Regions from separate parts of the Triticum aestivum genome. Here region 1 is linked to region 2. A link is a contact called in public Hi-C data. All regions are on one chromosome and are shown on one strand. Each heading gives the region's core, a stretch centred on a gene start, on an enhancer-like site or on the middle of the called end of the contact. The rest is flanking DNA. Distances are from core to core; before and after follow the strand shown. Region 1 holds the start of LOC123119295 (pentatricopeptide repeat-containing protein At1g11290, chloroplastic). Region 2 holds the start of LOC123119294 (cation/H(+) antiporter 19).

Region 1 (3,625 bases), core at 965-3,464, 140 kb before region 2:
CCACTGGCTGGGAAGCTGACCACCATGAGGCCTCAAGCCCTCAACGTAACATTTCCTGGTTTGATGCCACATTTCTTGTTACCCCAAATCAGTGAACTGGACCCAAAGTACCTCCAAACATCATATTTAATCATATTCGATCCAAGTATATAGTCTCCACAATACAGACAAACTTGAGATCATGAAATTATTTTCCATCATAATCAAGCTTGTTCAGAGAGTGCCAACTGCTCACCTTGAAAGAGCAAATGACATCTGTTAGGATCGAAAGTATGTGAATCAAGTGTTCGCAGCATGGTTAAGCACTCAGTTCAATACAACTCCTTCCAGGTTCCTTGACCAAACCTTTCTTGTTTAGTAGCGTCCTATAGGTTGCCGCCTTCTTCCAATTCCCCAAACAACTGAGCATATTAGACACTAAGACACAGTGACCAGAATCTTGAGGGTCCAGGTTAAGTAATTCCTCTGATACTGAATCCATCGAAGAATCGGCACAATGAGAACTGTATGCACTTACTATAGGAGCCAAAACCTGATTCTGTAACTGAACAGGGATCTTCTTAAAGAACTCCTTAGCTATACTAATTTGACCAGACTTACATAGCAAATCAGTTATGCACATATAGTGCTCAATAGATGGTTCAATACCATATTCCTCTGTCATGCTGCGAAAACACCTAAGGCCTTCATCTATTAAACCAGAATAATTGCATGCTGTTAACAGATGGGTAAAGACAATGGCATCTGGTTGAACACCTTCTTTTTGCATCTCGCTGAAAAGGATGAGAGCTTCACTGCCTTCTCCGTTGCAAGCATATCCATTAATCATGGCACTCCAGATAGGTAAGTCTCTATCGGTAACCGCATCAAATATTTTCCTAGCCAGCTCAACGCTCCCACACTTGCAGTATGCGTCTATCAGTCCGGTAGCGACCCGCAGGTGTGACTGCAGTCCGATTGCCACCACATGCTCCTCAACCTTTCTCGCATGATTAGCAGACCCCAAATCAGCACAGGCAGAAAGAACTGATGAAACTGTTGTCACATTTGGCTGCACATCTGTGCGCAACATGCTATCAAACATTGTCAAGGCCTTGTCTGGGCGGCTACCTTCAACATATCCATGTATCATTGAAGTCCAAAGCACTACATTCTTGCAGTGAACTGCATCGAAGACCTCCTGAGCAGCCTCAAGATCCCCACACTTGGCATATAAGTTAACCAATGATGGCACAAGATCTTGCTCGGATTCAAAACCGCTCTTGATGAGAAGAGCATGCACGCCCTTGGCCACCAACAGATTCCCTAACAGAGCAGCAGCTGAGACGAGATTAACCAGCGCGATCAAATCAAATCTGTGCCCAGCACCCTGCATGCGGTTGAGCAGAGCAAACACTTTGTTAAAGTCGCCCGTCTGCAAGAACCCCGACGCCATTGCGCTCCAAGAAACTACAGTCTTGTCGTGCATAGAGTCAAACAAGAAAGACGCGGCATGCAGCTGGCCATGACGGACAAGCATGGTGAGCACTGAGTTGGAGACTGGCAAATCCGCGTCGAGCCCAGACTTGAGGCTATATCCATACACGCACAGGCCAAGGTTTCTCGTGGCCATTGAGTCCAGGCACCCCGACAGCATGCCGACGAGCGTGCCCCCGCTGGGGCTCACCCCTAGGCCCCGCATCGCGTTGAACATGGCGACGGCCTTGTCGAGACGAGAAGCCTTGCTGTACGCGGTGACCATGCAGTTCCAGGACACGAGGGTCCGGCTGGTGGTGGGCATTTCGTCGAACAGGCGGCGCGCGTCGGGGAGGAACGCGCACTTGGCGTAGAAGTCGAGCAGCGAGGTGCGGACGAAGACGTCGCCGACGGCGCCGGCGACGAGGGCGTGCGCGTGGATGGAGCGGCCGAGGCGCGGGAGGCGGAGCGCGGCGCAGGACTTGGCGAGGGAAGGGAAGGTGGAGGCGTCGCCGCCGCGGAGGCCCGCGGCGAGGAGCGAGGCGTAGTGCCGGAGGCAGAGGGTGTAGGAGCCGGACGCGGCGGCCAGCTGGATCAGGCGGTTCCAGTGGCGGAGGGTGGCCGCCGGGGCCGGGGCCGGGACGCTCATGCTGAGGCTCACCGACGGGGAGAAAGATTTTGGTTAGCAATATGACCATTTATTTTCCCATCGAGTTCGTGCGGTCAGTATCCAGCAGTATGCTTTCCAGGCCTTCTCTCAAACCGAACAGAGTAGAGTTAAAAAAAAAATCGACAATGAAATTGAAAATGGATAATTGAGTATCCATATTCTCTATTCACAAGACACAGTGCATAGCGAGGATGAGTACTTCCACAGAGAATTCATCAAAAGGACATTTCCATTTCCTCCTAATTTTCGTCCGGCCACGTCTTTACCCCTAAAATAAAACAGTGCTCAACTTTGCCCCTCTTCAGTTTGATGCCCTTATAAAAATACCCTTCCGTGTCGTTTTCGTCCGGTCAGATGGACGTTCTGTGGACATTTTTACCACTGTGGCCATATGCCACTGACATGCGGTTCCATTCATCTCTGTGAAAAAATTAAAATAAAAACTCTCTCTCACCTCTCTTTGTTTCACAGACGAGCGGGGACGTTACCTAGATATTATAAAAAAAAGAAAAATAACTCTCGACGCCAACGACAGCCGCGAAAACCCTCCGCACGACTCTACAACGACAACCGCGAAAACCCACCGGGTGACCCTCGAGTAGCCCCAAGATGACAAGCCAGACGGGGTGCCTGCCTGCCCGGGCCGGCTGCTCCGGCTCGCGCCCGCGACCGGCTGCTCCAGCCAGCCGGCTGCCCGAAGTCAACTGCGACGTCACATCGGACATGGCCGGATGTGACGGCCATGCCCTGCGGCAGTGCACTATCGACGAATAGTGGACACTGCACACTCGACTCGTCACGCATCATCATCTACAGTACCCCTTGTCCCCTGGGCGTCAGCTGTTAAAAGACCCCGAGGGGGCTCTTGCCTCGACAGGTTCACGAACGCTCGTTCCCGCCTCTCTCAAACGATGACACCAGGGCCCCGCTCCTGTGCAGTTTTACCATTGTACCCCCCCGGGGGGGGCAGCCTATAAGACCCCCCGGGGGCCCTCCATGCAGGGGGGTTGCTCTCATTCGGTTCAGCTCATGCGCAACACACACACTCACACACTAGGAGAAGTAGAGAGCTAGCTCTTCTTCCTCCTCCATCCGACCAGCTCAAGGAGCACCATTGTAGCCCTCTTGTGATCCTCATAGTAGATCTTTGCAGGACTAGGGGTGTTACCTCCCACGGAGGGCCCCGAACCTGGGTACACCGAGTGCCACGCACCGTCTGTCCCCAATCTCGCCTTCGGAACCCACCGACAACCTTTGGCCCCAACCACGATCGATAAGCCTACCTATGGCATCTGCCATGAGCATACCACGACAAATGGGTACTTCCTGGTCGCCATCCCAAAGGAACCAGCGAAAGCGCGTCACATCGGAGGAGGAGCACGCAGCCGTGGAAGGTAAGAGTCCGTAGCGACCTCAGATTCGAGGCATACGTAACCGTCCACATACGTCAGATGCCATCAGTCTCACGTGGTGGTTTCAAGGCGAGATGGCGGCCTAAAT
Region 2 (3,449 bases), core at 701-3,200:
CCGTTTCAAACAAACACCCTAGACGTGGCGCGGATCATGGAGTAGTGCCCCAAGAGACGGTCTCACGTCCCGTCGTCTAGGTGTTCAGAAATAAATATAGTACGTACTGGCATGTCTTAGGGGATGCCAAGAATCTCCTTTCTTCCTGCTAAGCTAGCGAATAACCCTAATCTCTAGACAGCTGTGCGCAAATTTGCACTGTAATTTATTATTATCGGTCGGCAAGCGAGCGATCAGGAAGGGCCCATCCGGGGCGGCATCCCCCGGGGGAGCTGGGATCCGGCCTCGTGAGCAGCATGGGACTGTCCGTAGGTTTCCTTCGTTTCAGCGAAACTGAGATGCTCCACTCCATCGGATTAATTAATTAATTAATTTCACAGCACTGGTGGCTAATTTTAGACCGTACTGAACTGAATCCATCTTACAGCACATGGTCTCTATACCTGCCCATGTACTTACTCTTAAGCCCGATCGACGATGACGCAAAAAATGGCGGTGTAATTAACAAGCGTATATATATGCATAGCAAATCAGCATCGGCTGGCTGGCTACACTACATGCATAGCAAGTGAGCGTGGGTTCTGTTTCATTTTCCTTCTTTGCTGTTTTTTTTTTTTTTACGTCGGGTGCGTTGAAATCTAGCAGTTGATGGAACCCAATCTAATTAATTCCCCACCAATCTGAGTACCATTTCCCATTTTAATTAAACTTTCTTCATAATGAAACACAGCTAGATGCTGTCTCAAGTGACGGGTTTCTTCTGTCCATCGATTCCCGAATATACTAGTTTTATTCTGACCTAGTTAGTAAGTAGCAATTACTTAACCTAGAGTTAGTAGTAGCAATTCAATTTTTCCATAATGAATGAACCCCAGAGCTGCTAGATGCTGTCTCTGGCGCCTACAACGAATTTCCCGAATATACTTAATTTTATTCTGACCATCTTGACCTAGAGTTGGTACGTAGCAATTTTAGTAATATCGCACCAAATCACTGATTAACTATCTCCGAGCCACGTGCCCCCGCAAAATCCAATACTGAGGCCAGGCTGACTGTCTCCATCGCGTACTAGAAACAAAGAAAGGGGATCGAGCGATGCCATGAGAGCGACGGAAAGGCTGACTCAAAGGAAGGACTCGTCTGTCCCGTCGTCGCTTCCAGCTTCCTCCGGCCACCCCCTACCCACGATTTTTCTAATCAACGAGTCAAAGACTCAAAGTAGACTAGGGGGATCAACCAACGTGACGCGCGTCTCCCTCCAAGGTTCAGACGGATCCGTCGATCGTGGCCGGAGAAAATTCGGCGGCAGACGCGGAACGGAACGGACCGGCTGCCTCCATTCTTCCGGGGCCCGTGCGTCGCCGTCCCCGGAAAAAGCGCCGACGGGGCCGGGCACGCGCGCACGCACGGACGACGCGCGACGAACTAGCCGGCGAATTGAAACCCTAGCTATCTAGTACCATTTCCGCGTGCTACTACAGCTGTCCAATGGAACCGGCCGGCGAAGCGGCGAGCGAGATGAATTGCGTACGCACGGGAAGTTAATTAGATATCAACGGAGGAGAAGGAGGGAGGGCGCTTACGATGATCTCGGCGATGACGCGCGGCTGGCGGAGCGGGCGGAGGAGGTAGGCGAGGCCCCGGGTGACGACGACGACGAGGCAGATCTGCAGGATGGCCAGCGGCAGCGCGTAGTCCAGCGGGTTGTCCCCCTGGAACGCCCCGTGCGACGTCGCCTGCATCGGCGCCGCGCACACCCCCGCCGCCGCATGACCCGCCATGGATGCCAACCACCTCCCTCCTCCTCTCTCCACAGTCCTCTCCTCCCCTTGCAGCGCCGCCTCGCTCGGCCAACCCGGGCGCGGGGTTTAAATGTGTGTGCCGCTCGATCGACCTCTGCGGTTTCTCCCAACGGCACCGATCTCTATGCGCGCTCGCGGTTGGACAGACGGTTTGGTTCGGTTTGGGCTGGGTTTGCAGCTGCTGCTGCTATATATAGACGCCCGATGGGGCCGCCACGTCAGCCACCCCGCCTCGCCATCGATCCAGCGGGTGTATACGGCGACGCTACCCACGGCGCACGAGGAAGCGGCCCACCCCTTCGCGTTTCCGACCCCCCAGCAACTCAACTCTAGTCACCCATCCATCTCAAGCAAAAAATAAGAATAAGAATAAAACTCTAGTCAGAGCATATGCAGTTGCAACCTACAAATCCAGACTCTCAAACGCGGGCGGACACTCCTCAAATTCTATCGTCCACATCTGTGTATCCTCCATACTAAAAGCATGCAACGTAGATCATCCAACACACATAGAATTGAACATAGAAATGCGCATTCCGATCACCAACAAATGTCCAAAAGATCGTCAAAGTTCACATAATTCACATAAACGTCGGACAAGTTTAAACTAGATTACTAAAAAAAAACTTGAAACTAAAGACGGAGACAGCGGAGCTTCACCACCTCCTCACCAGCCCTTTGCCCTTCCGGTCGCCGGCGCAGCTGGTGGAGGATCGTCCGAATCGTCGGGCGAGGACACGTGGTCGTCGTTGTCGTCGGAGGTGTTGGAGAGGATGATGAGCCCTTTCAACCGCCGCACGACCTTGTCCTGCTGCTGCTTGAGCTTCGCGAGCCGAGCGGCCTCCGCCGCCGCTTCGCGCTCGGGCTGCTCAATGGCAATCCGGAGCGCATTGGCGTTCTTCCGGCGGAGCTGCCGCGCGTTCCTCCCCGCGGTCGTAAGCGACCAACGGTAGACCCAATCGAGGCGGCGCACGGGCTCTGCCTGCACCCCGCAGCGGCGGCGCACGGGCTGCTCCGCATCCTTCCTCTCCCTTTCCCGCTGCCTCTCGCGGCGGCGTACGGATTGCTCCGCCTCCTTCCTCTCCCTTTCCTGCTGCCTCTCGCGATCGGGTGCGCTACACTACCTACAGCTCCTCTGCGTTTTCGACCCCGGCAACTCTTTTTTTTTCTTTTGTGGGAGGACCCCCGGCAACTCAACTCTACCCACCCATCATTTCAAAAAAGAAAAAAATAACCGTAGTCACCCATGCTGCCATGCACACACATTGTGCCAACAGATGAACAGAACAGAACAGACGGAGAAAAAAGAACAGCATGAACAGGATCTCAGCCCGGTCGAGATTATTTTAGGCCAATAATGCATCCATCACGGCAGAGAGTTGACATTCTTCCCTTCGCTAAAATTTGTTGACATCACTGATGATATATTAGTACCACGGGATTCAGCTGTTGCACTGTGGTTGGAGGGAAAACATGATATGCATGCCTGGAAAAGTCGTTCGTCCCTTCATCCGTTCCGTGGCCGACTGATGTAATAGCAGTGCCACAGTTGGACTCCGAGGAATCAAGGGTGTACAAAAAAAGAGAGAGATGAGGATATACATGCATGAAGAAGTCTTTGGTTCATCCATTGCCGACTGATGTAAT

The links. A called contact is a pair of places that touch in the nucleus more often than the background predicts.
Region 1: a contact with region 2 is called in a Hi-C map of leaf, with 2.3 times the contacts expected there. The contact joins the promoter of LOC123119295 here to the promoter of LOC123119294 in region 2. A contact is called at or near these places in 2 of 5 Hi-C or Micro-C datasets (both in leaf).

Annotation. Positions count from the first base shown.
Region 1 is chr5D:41,405,865-41,409,489 of IWGSC CS RefSeq v2.1, reverse strand. LOC123119295 (pentatricopeptide repeat-containing protein At1g11290, chloroplastic) reads right to left here and starts at 2,214. Exons shown (of 1, transcript XM_044539042.1): 1 at 1-2,214. The coding sequence starts at 2,104. The coding sequence ends at 299.
Region 2 is chr5D:41,270,333-41,273,781 of IWGSC CS RefSeq v2.1, reverse strand. LOC123119294 (cation/H(+) antiporter 19) reads right to left here and starts at 1,950. Exons shown (of 2, transcript XM_044539040.1): 1 at 1,584-1,950. The coding sequence starts at 1,781.